Linked DNA regions of Mus musculus: regions 2 and 3 are each linked to region 1. The links are chromatin contacts, called in public Hi-C and HiCAR-type maps. All regions are on one chromosome and are shown on one strand. Each heading gives the region's core, a stretch centred on a gene start, on an enhancer-like site or on the middle of the called end of the contact. The rest is flanking DNA. Distances are from core to core; before and after follow the strand shown.

Region 1 (3,693 bases), core at 333-2,832:
TTGCAGGTTACAATCTTCGCTAAATGCTAATGAATGATAGGGGCATCAATTTAATTGGATTTACTAGAAACTGACATTCTGTTACAGATGCCTACATTTTGAGGGAGGGAAGTGCTTAGGTTTGACAAGCATGACAGGCTACTTTGATAGCCTACCACTGAGGCAGACCCTCAGCCTCAAACTGGTCCTTGAAGTGTATTACAGAGATGGGCATAATGTGATAAACACGGGAACAAGAGTTGGATGCAGCATTGGCACAGTCAGACCTTGTGACGCTTACGACAGAAAACCAAAATCTAAAGAGAGCCAAGCTCTGAAGTCGCTCTTTGGCTTGCAACTTAGAAACCAAATATTGAAGACAGGATCCTACAGAGAGGGGTGTTTCAATACTGGAGCCCAAAGTTGACAGATGACCTACAACACACTAACAGTGAAGCAAGAACTCCTCCCACGTCATGCCAGATCTTGTGAGAACCAGCAAGGGCTAGGCAGCAGCATAATCAAAACCAAATGCTTTGCAGCGTTTTACCTGAAAGGAAGTTCTCTTGGTAGCCTTTGGACTCTTGGTGTACGCCAAAGTTGTGCTGAAGATTTCATCGGACATGGTGTGTCCTTTTTCTCTGCTTTTATACAACAGTTAATAAATTACTGAAATAATTCATTCAACCTCTGATGGTGGCTGAAATATACATATAAATATTTTAAAGAATTAGACGTTTTTACATGATCAAGACACTGTTCCTGGGATTAGTGCCCCACAACCCCGCTCCAAAGAGAAATCGCTCTAATCATTGTACAATATATTCACCTAAAAACGTTAAGAGCGTTTTATGTTAAGTACATAAAAATTTCACAACAAATTGGTTTTCACGAAAAGAAAATCCATGAGGAAGTTATTACTGTTCTACATCCACTAGAAGGATGAATGAACTACATAATAACAAAATGTTGCCAAACAATTTCACTTTCCATTATTAAAAACACACAGCATTGCGGACGCCACCACGACTTAGTTCAAGCTGCAACCAAGAGGACTGTCAAGGTTCCCAGCCCCGGAAATGGCTTGCACATAACAGTATTCAAAACGATGCTTAACCACAAGCAGCAGCGACATTTTCCCAAACCATTCGTTTGCTGTTACACACACATCTCCACACTAAGTTGCAGCACATCAGGCTTCCAGCGCGCGACGTCGGAGGCCCATTTGGATCGCCGGCCACCGCCCAGAGCTCCCCGGGCTGGCCAGGCGGCGTCCGCATCCCAGCTCCGCGCGGCTCCCGGCCCAGCACGCGCCAGGGCCCCGCACACCCAGCACGGTCCCCTCCGTTCCTCCACGTACCACGGCCCGCGCCTCCTGCATCCACCCCGCTCCCCGTGCACCCGGGCCCCTGTGACCACCTGAGAACCCAGCGGCTATGCTCTAGCACAGGTGTCGCCCCCGGCCCGGGCCTCGCGGTCTGGGAAACCAGGTATTGGAATAACCTGGAGGCGGGGCAAAAGATGGAGGCAGAAGGCGGTTGCTAGGCAACAGCGTCCCCGGGAGGAAGTGACTTCCAACCGCCTGGTCTCTTGGGTACCCAACACCGCCTTTCCGCCGGCGTCGCTGGGACAACCGCACAGACCAAGGAAGTGACATCACTGGTGGAGGTGTTGGGAGCGCGGTGCCCTATCAGCTTGTGTGCAATGGCTGTTACCTAGGAAACAAGACCGGCCCTCTGCCATCACGCCACAAGGAACCTTGATTGCCCCTGCTCAGAGTCCTTGTTTATAGGCAGGTATTGCGTGACCACGATGCAAAGCTTCCTTTTGCTAGTTAGAACGTGGAATGCGTGAGTCAGTGCAGTGTCAGCGGACTCAACAGAACGACGTAGTAGTGACGTTTGCAATCGTCGGAGTTAAACTGCACGTTTGATTCTTGGAATATGCAAAATAAGATCTCTATGATTTGATAAGAAACTAATAAGACTGTCTCCTTAAAGGATTGCAGTGAATACCGAATACAATATATAGCGAAATATTGGGAAATGTTTAGAATCGCATTCAGTTAATATTACATAGGAGCGTTTCTTGTAAGTAATGCAGTTGGGGGGGGGGGGGCGGAGGAGGAGGAGGCAGAGAGTAGGGGTAGGGGTGTGTGTGCTAAAGTATCCCATAAGCACACACAGCCCAGAGCCTGTTTTACATCTTTGGTGAAAAGTTTACCCTTTCTATATTTAGTAGATAATCTGGTTAAAAAGAAGTCAGCAAATAAAACACAGGGGAGAAGGCTGGAAAAAGTACTGCTGACAGTATCACTATCTTTGCCATTTAATAATTTATTAATACACAAAACACTTAAACTTTTAAAGTTACACAGACTTCATCTATTTTTAACTTGAAAAAGGTATGTCGAAATCAATTCATTAACAAGTGACTAAACTTGTTTCTGTATCTCCACAATGTTTCTTTTAAAAAATAACCCTGACAAATAGATCTTTAAATACACAAAAACAAATATGAAGTTCAGTGAGAAAAAGGTTTCTAAGTAATATTTGCAATAACTCCTTTAAAAAGCCTAGTTTAAGTTTTTCAACTTGTTCTTGGTTGGTAAATTTGTTTTGGCTAATTATGTTGTTTTTAACTATTTTTAAGTGAATATCTGCATAAGGAAAAGATTTTCTATTTTCACCAGTTACTGTTAGCTTTTCTATCCTACATTTTATTAACATCTATGATTCTGATAAAGGCCCTGTACCCACGGCGGGTACCCAAATGGGAAGAACTAATTTTTAGATAATGTGTAAGGGCTCTATTCATTTGGTATTCATTTAACTGATATAACTTTAATGTAGGCATGACTTACAAAAATAAACTTACAACAACATCAATGATAGAGAACACTGAGTTCCCAGCTACCAATAGGGCCGGGTTGCACACAATGGGAATGGGTTTCGGATGGTTGTTTGCCACAAGCACAAAGTGAGAGGCTCTAAAGAGAATTCTTTCTAGCAGCAATTCAGTTGTTACACATGTGAGTTTGAGTTGAGTACTAAGTATGGGAGAGAAGGCTGGACCTGAAGTCCAGTATATGGACCCACCTAACCATGGTTTTGAGTGGCTCAGCACAGGAACTGCTTTTAGTTAGTGCTCAAGATAATTTACTGTCAGTGATTCTTCAGGTTGCCTTTTGGTTTTGGTGTGTGTGTGTCTTTGTGTGTGTGCATGTGTGCACCTGCATGAGCACCTGTGCATGCCTGCATGTGTTTGGGCAGGATATAGGGTAGACGAAGACCCCTTTTCATATCACAAAGAAATTGAGATGTGACTTTTATTCAGCAGTTCCTAATCCTCGCTTAGCACAAAGTTAGTTGTTCTGTGGCTTGTGGTACAGGTTAGAGATCAGAAAAAATTGTTTAAAGGAACAAGGGTCTGTGCTCACAATCATCATGGGAGCAGTCTATGGGCACTGGATGGTATGCTGTAAGACATGAGTCCCCACAGCTCTTGCAGGTTGAAGGCTGAGTTCAGATACAAGTTGCAGAATTGTGGGGGGAAGGCACTGTGGCCAGGGAGAGACTCACAAAGGGGAACATCAGAGTCACAAGGAAAGCCACCTCATTGTAGTGATCTGTGGTGACTTAAGTGTATTTTTTTCTGTATGTGGGAAAAACTTAACATCACTATTTGAAAGAAATATCAACATTATCAAAATTA
Region 2 (3,676 bases), core at 430-2,929, 1.4 Mb before region 1:
AATGCCAAACATTTGCAATAAATTAGAAACCTAACCAATAAGATGATTGCAGACTCATGGTGCCTGCCAGGAAAGATTGCTAAACAACTTTGTATTTTCTTTAACTAATGATGTCTGCAGGAAAAAAATTAGCGATTGAAAGGGAGATGCGGCTGCAGCCAGAGAGGGGTAAGGAAGCCCCCTTTTCTATCTCCGGGGCCCAAATCAGCTCAGACACATTGTATACTTTTTCCTTTCAGGAAAAGTATCAAGAGTGCATGAGGTTTTCATTGCTTTGATGGTTTTTGCCTATGAACTTCCCTCTGTTTTCTAAAAACTTGAGGGAACTCTTCTGCATGATTTTTTCCCCAGCTAATTAAAACCACTCCTAAGATAAAAGCAGATAGTGACAGAGAGATGAGTCCTGTTGATTGCCTTTAGCCTCTCTCCCCCAAACACCTGGGGAGTTAAAACCAATAGTCAGGGTTCCACTCGCTCCCAGACAGTCTTCGTTTTTTTATCTCCAAACCTACATTGGCGAAGGACAAAAAAACAATCTCAAAAGGTGATCAACGTGTATCGTTTGTTTTTATCCAGTGGGACAAGAACGTGCAGAGAGAGGCTGAGCCTGGGTGCTCATCACTAGGACCCAATCATGGTAAATGCTTTCAGAAGCGGGGACGCAGAGCAAGAATCTTAAAAAAAGGCTTGCCACTTTTGTTTGGCTTTCTTAACTACCTAAGAGGAACTGTTAGAACCAAGGAGGAATCTTGGCGCATGGGTGGATATCTCTAACTCCGTATGGCAACAGATTAGGGCAAGGAGAGCTGCCATATCCAAGGTTGGGACCTCCAGCCTGGACAAACTAGGATGTGGAGTGGTGGCTGCGGGGTGTCCCCCACCCCACCCACCCCACTCCCCAGGTCCTAGCACCTCAGGCTTCTTGGGAGTGGGTGGATCGAATAGGGAAGGCTTACCTTCCTCTGTGGCCGGCAGGAGGTGGTCGCTACTAGCGAGGGGGATGCAGAGGTCGTTGTCCTGCGGGAAACGGTCGCACTCCAGCATGTCTGGCCAGGGGAAGCCGAAGGCGGACATGACCGGGGCGCAGCGGTCCTTCACCTGCACGCAGAGCGAGTGACACGGCTGGATGGTCTCATCTAGGTCGTCGAGACAGACAGGGGCGAAGAGCGAGCACAGGAACTTCTTGGTGTCCGGGTGGCACTGCTTCATGACCAGCGGAATCCAGGCGCCCGCCTGCTCCAGCACCTCCTTCATGGTCTCGTGGCCCAGCAGGTTGGGCAGCCGCATGTTCTGGTACTCGATGCCGTGGCACAGCTGCAGGTTGGCGGGGATGGGCTTGCAGTTGCTGCGCTTGTAGGAGAAGTCGGGCTGGCCGAAGAGGAAGAGCCCACGCGCCGAGCCCAGGCAGCAGTGCGAGGCGAGGACTAGCAGCAGCAGCGAGGCAGGGCCCCGCGGCATCGTGGACTAGCGACCCCCGGGGGGCGGAGGGAGCCGAGCGGGGGAAGCGAGAGGCGGCCGGAGCTCGAGCTCGTCCGGGACTCCCTCGCTCTGCTCGTGGGGGCTCTGGACAGCGGGCGGCGCGAACGCGCGAAGCCGGGCGCCGGGAGGTCGGCGCGGGCAAGGCACTGCAAGCCCGCGCGCAGCTCCGGGGGGCTCCGACCCGGGGGAGCAGAGTGAGCAGAGGCTGGGGCCCAGCCAGAGTTTTCTTGGCCTTTTTTATGCAAATCTGGAGGTGGAGGAGGGGGAGCAAGGGAGGAGCCAAACCGGAGTAATCCGAGGAGGCCGGTCACTACTTTCTGGGGCTGGCTGCGTTGAGAATGCCCCTCACGCGCTCGCTGGCAGGAAATTCGGGCTGCGCCCCCACCCCGAGGCAGCAGCCCCTGCGCGCGCGCTCTGGTGATTGCCTTGCAAGCAGACAAGCGCGGGCCACCCTGTCCCAGGGAGAGCGAGGGGAGAGCGAGGAGGAGGCAACGAAAGTCGAGGACACGCGTGGAGCCGGGCTAGCTGCCTTGCAGTCGGATCAGGGCTGGAACGCGTTTCACGCCCCGCGTGGCCTGCGCCCGTATCGATGTGCAGCAGCCTTTAAGTCTCAGCACTGCGTCCCTGTCCCCGAGTAACCATAAACCAGCAGTACTAGACTCTTTGTGGCCTGGGCTTTTTCCTCCCGGTTCTCCAGCCCAAGTTGAGCAGACTGGCTTGAGCAATGTGATTCCACAGCCTCACGACACATTCTGACTTATAAAATGGAATTGCAGCCATGCACGGAGTTGCTATTTTGCTGGGGTGTCTATAGGATTTTGTCACTGTGGAGGACTTGTCAGAGGCATCACGAATTTGCCCGCCATTTCTCCTCTTTGGAGGAGAAAATTTGACCTCTGAAGAGATGTCTATGCTTGAAGGCTGCACGGGCTCTAATACATAGGGGTTCAGGATTACCTCAGTATAGGCCACCAAAGCAATAAATGGGGCTTATGAGTACCAAGGTCAGAAGGTGGGCAGGAACGGGCAGAGACCTCTGTGGTCACAAGAGTTAGTCATGTCCTCAGCATAGTTGGCCCATTCATCCCCTAACAACCAGGGACGCCATCCTGGTCACCCATCCTGGTCACGCCATCCTGGTCACCCATCGGGCCATCCTCTGCTCTGTAGAACAGGGAACCTAATGTTAGGGTAAGTGGATTGTAAGGTGCCAGGCGGGGAAAGGAGTACAGAGAGACAGTTTGGACGTGCGCAGGGGGTGGGTTAAGGGGGGGGGTGTCTCTTCCCCAAACCTTCCCTTGTCTTAAGAGTCAGCCTCTCTTTAAGTGGGACCTTGCAAGTCCTGGGTAGTGACTTCCCCTCTTTGCCCCCCCCCCCCCCAACAATCCTCTTTCAAGTGTAAGGTGGACACATTGTTGCTGCTTCCTGGATTTAACAGCTGGGTTGGATGTTTGCTGCCTGATTTACATTTTCCATCCATCTGGATGGTGAGCTCAGGATTTAGGGGGTCAGCACATTTTGTGGTCCCGCAGTTTATGAGAGTTTAAGGAGTGACGAGAGGACGATAAAATGCTATTTCCTACCCACTTCTGGCCATAGTCGAAGCAGGTAAACACCCAGAGGGAGCCCGCAATGGGAGTCTTTAAAAGTCCAGCTCCATCTTTCCTGCTCTGCTGAAGGCCTGCCTGAGTGGAGCCGTTTCCATCCAATTGGCTCTAGACCTTCCCGTGTCTAGCTGAAGCAGCCAGAGGCTTAGACTTTCTCCCCAGGTAAAAACTAGTTTGAAAATAAACCACACAAATACAAAAAAGTTAAACCAAACAGCTACACAGGCTGAACGCTGAAATGGAATTCTAGTATTCTCAGGTATTCACTACTCGTGGCCCCAAAGTACATCCATGGGGTCACCTCCCGCCTGCCGATCCCCTGAGTGGAAGATCAAGAAGCCCACCACCAATTCGTCTAGTTTGAGTCACTCGCTTTTGTGTTTCGGAGTGCAGCGGGCTGCCCATGCGCCTGGCGCACTACCGCGGGCCTAGGCATTGTTTGGGGAGCCTGCGTCTGTCTCGCTCGCCAGGAGGGGTCGCCCGAAGTCTTACGGGAGTCTCCAGTAACACCGGGCTCAAGCTCTCGCTTCTGCCCGCTTGCTTGCCCGGGTCGTCAGAAACATAGCTTGTTGTCGCAGACCGTTCCAACA
Region 3 (3,313 bases), core at 679-3,178, 1.6 Mb after region 1:
GTATTTATAATTCTTGTTTTACCTATAATTGTATTCTTATTGATTTTCTACAAGGCTTTGTATGTTCCTATTTAGAGGACCTGTTTAAATGAATGTGAAATTTTTGATTCACAGGTGAGATGAATTATTGGTTATAAAAAGAAGGTATTTTCACCCAGAATATGTCAGCTTATAACTTTAGTATATTATACATATGTTATGCATTCTTGCCTTAGGAACAAACACCCCCCTCCCACACACACACGCACACACACACACACACACACACACACACACACACACACACAAACACAGACAGAGGGGGAAACAGGGGAGGAGAAAGAGAGTGAGTAACAGAGGGGGTGGAGAATGACTTAAAATCACAAGCTTACAATATTTGGAAGTCACGGGTATTACTTTGCTTTTTTGCTTTTCTTCATTCCTTCTCATTTTCATGAGAAACATGTATTTTAAAATTTGTTTTAATAAATAGGGACTTTTAGACCCAGTGACTAAGGCAAAGTATGATTTATGATGGTTAAAAACCATGTGTGATATTAAAGTCACATTTTCTCCATAAGGTTTAACTATGGTGTGCTTTCATGCACTTTGGGCCATCAGCCAGTTTTCCCTTTGATGCTGTCAGCTTCAATCTCCTGGCTCCTGGCAACAGATCTCTGAAATGAGACCTCTTTCATTTCTCTGTTTAAAACAAAACACATACAATTTGGTAAAGAATTTCTGAGGCTGCAGAGAGACTTGCCACGCAGGTATATAGAGATGGCTTGGCATGAAGTGGAGTTTTGAACATAGATTTCACAGGCATATACAATCATCGCTATGCTTTACCAAGCCCCTTCTCACAAACTTTAATTTTTAATGTATTCGTTACAATCCAGATACCCAAGCAGGCTCGGTGTAATGAGGTAACCTACTTCCTTGAGGCAGTGATTATTTTTGAAACTTAAGGCCATAATGTAATGGGGTATCTGGTTTGTAACTAAGAGTGATACATCCATTCTAGACTACTACCCCCCCCCCCCCCCCCGCAGAAACCTACGGTTCTTTCAATCTCTATACAAAACGGACATCTAAGAGCCAAGTCTACATGACTCTACAGCAGGGGGGAGTCTGCACTGTAGTACAAGAGCAATCCACAGGCAATGTGGCTTGAACAATCGAACCACTATCCAAAGGGGCATACTCTAAAGATGGATTCCTACACGAAGTCTTTCAAAGGTTTGATCGAGTTACCCGGGTCTTGGCATCCTTTTATAGTTAAGGATAGAATTTTGGGTTTCCCTGAGATTATGCTTGCATTATAGGAAGCTAAAGTTCACGATTTTGGGAGTTGTCCCTTCAGGGAGTATTTTGTTTGCTTTTTATCTGGGTCAGCTGAGGCAGAAGGCAGTGTGTGGATACTGCTAAGTGGATTTTGAGACAATCAAATCATATTCGTTGTGCTCAATGTAAAACAGGGCCCTACGGAAGAAAGCTTCGCCGCCAACAGCAATTAGCAGTTCGGCTTCCTAGGCATAGCAACCGGAAATCAGTTTTGCAGCATTTGGATCTGGCTGGAACATCTCTGCAGCTACAGTAAACCCTGCAACCTCAGCCCATAGCAGGGACCAAAGCGCTGTCCGCGGTGCTAAAATCGAATGCGCAAGACTGGAGGTCTCTAAGAGGCACCAGGCTGCCCGGCTCTGAGCCGCGCTTTCTCGGCACCGCGCAGAAGCTGCCAGGGCTGTGCGGGGTGCGGGGCGCTGTGCGGGGGAGGGGTGGGTGCGCGAGCTCGCCGCCTGCCTCGAGTCGCGCACGCGCGCCCGGGACTGCCTGCCCCTCTCTGTGACTTTCCTGTGTGTGTGCGTGTGTGTGTGTGTATGTGTGTGTATGTGTGTGCGCGCGCGTGTGAGAGAGGAGAGAGGGAGAAGAGAGCTCGAGAGAGGGTGATTGTGTGAGTGCACGGGAGGGTGCTGATATTCCCAGACACCGGGACCACAGCAGCAGCTCAGCTAAAAACTGCATTCAGCCAGTCCTCGGACTTCAGGAGCAGGGACAGGACGCAGGCATCAACAGCCACCAGCTAAACCTGGGAGATAAGGATTCTTCTGCCTTCACTTCGTGGTTTTAGCAGCTCCTTGCTAAATTTCGACCTCAAAATGCAGAGGATCTAATTTGCTGAGGAAAACGGTCAAAGAAGGAAAAGGAGGAAAGGGAAACGAGGGGATATTTTGTGGATGCTCTACTTTTCTTGGAAATGCAAAAGATTATGCATATTTCTGTCCTCCTTTCTCCTGTTTTATGGGGACTGATTTTTGGTGTCTCTTCTAACAGCATACAGATAGGTAGGTACCTTTTGTGTTATGCCTTTGAATTGTGCATAATTTGGTGGTAATCTTTGTTCACAGTGTGCAAATTAATTCATGTCATGTAGACTTATGTCATACCTTGACTGCATTCCAGATTGAAACTACCTAGAATATACATGATTTTCTTAGGCTGAAGCAAAAAGAAATGACTATGCCTTTTGACACAATAGAGGGGAAAGGATCTGTTCATTTCTGACCGGGTACTGCGTTACTTCTGCCTTGAAGGCATCTCCTAGTGTGCTCAGATTTTCAGGGAAATGATCGCAAAGCTCAAGATTAAAAGGGAGAATCTTTTTGGTCTTTAGACTCTCCCCCTTGCCTTGGATCCGTTGAGCACCTTTTGGATCCTTGCTGCCCAACTCACTGATTACGTTTATTATAGCGGGTAGTGTGAATAAGAGACTCTGGGGCTGTTGGGTGCTAGCATCCCACTCTTATCTCTCCAGGGCTCTGACATCGTTCTCTTGCTTGCTGTTTATTTTTGCAGGGGGGCTATTTCCAAGGGGCGCTGATCAAGAATACAGTGCATTTCGGGTAGGGATGGTTCAGTTTTCCACTTCGGAGTTCAGACTGACACCCCATATCGACAATTTGGAGGTAGCCAACAGTTTCGCAGTCACCAATGCTTGTAAGTAATGAATATTCATATCTTTCCAGTGCTGCACAGGGACACAGGGAAAGCAAGCCTGTGAATGCCAGTGAAGGATGGTGTGCCTGTGTGTGTGTGTGTGTGTGTGTGTGTGTGTGTGTGTGTGTGTGTGTGTGTGTGTTGCTGGCTTGTCATGTGTGGGTGGGAGTGACTGAACACGCGCGTGCGTGTGAAGGTACAGCGAGAAGGTGGCTGTAATCTTTGGGACCCCCACTGACCGGCGGGCAGTGAAGTGGGGACAAAAGGCACTGAACAGTATGCGCAGTATGTGCACCCTAGAATCTGGGGTAGGGGTTGGACTTGGACTGTTCTTTCG

Evidence for each region. Hi-C and Micro-C count contacts between places; a contact is called where the count stands out from the background. HiCAR-type assays count read pairs that join an accessible place to other places.
Region 2: a HiCAR-type map of astrocytes shows a contact between it and region 1, with 2.2 times the contacts expected there. The contact joins the promoter of Sfrp2 here to the promoter of Map9 in region 1. A contact is called at or near these places in 1 of 39 promoter capture datasets (cranial neural crest) and 1 of 115 datasets of contacts at active chromatin or transcription factors (astrocytes).
Region 3: a Hi-C map of the N1E-115 cell line shows a contact between it and region 1, with 8 times the contacts expected there. The contact joins the promoter of Gria2 here to the promoter of Map9 in region 1. A contact is called at or near these places in 3 of 39 promoter capture datasets (the C10 cell line, hippocampal neurons and stem cell-derived epiblast-like cells), 3 of 484 Hi-C or Micro-C datasets (the N1E-115 cell line, cerebral cortex and cortical neurons) and 2 of 115 datasets of contacts at active chromatin or transcription factors (astrocytes and embryonic forebrain).

The regions. Positions count from the first base shown.
Region 1 is chr3:82,355,961-82,359,653 of GRCm38.p6, reverse strand. Map9 (microtubule-associated protein 9) reads right to left here and starts at 1,582. Exons shown (of 14, transcript NM_001081230.1): 1 at 1,399-1,582; 2 at 530-679. The coding sequence starts at 604.
Region 2 is chr3:83,764,324-83,767,999 of GRCm38.p6, reverse strand. Sfrp2 (secreted frizzled-related protein 2) reads right to left here and starts at 1,679. Exons shown (of 3, transcript NM_009144.2): 1 at 957-1,679. The coding sequence starts at 1,458.
Region 3 is chr3:80,801,308-80,804,620 of GRCm38.p6, reverse strand. It overlaps Gria2 (glutamate receptor, ionotropic, AMPA2 (alpha 2)), which reads left to right and starts at 1,928. Exons shown (of 16, transcript NM_013540.4): 1 at 1,928-2,324; 2 at 2,836-2,976. The coding sequence starts at 2,237.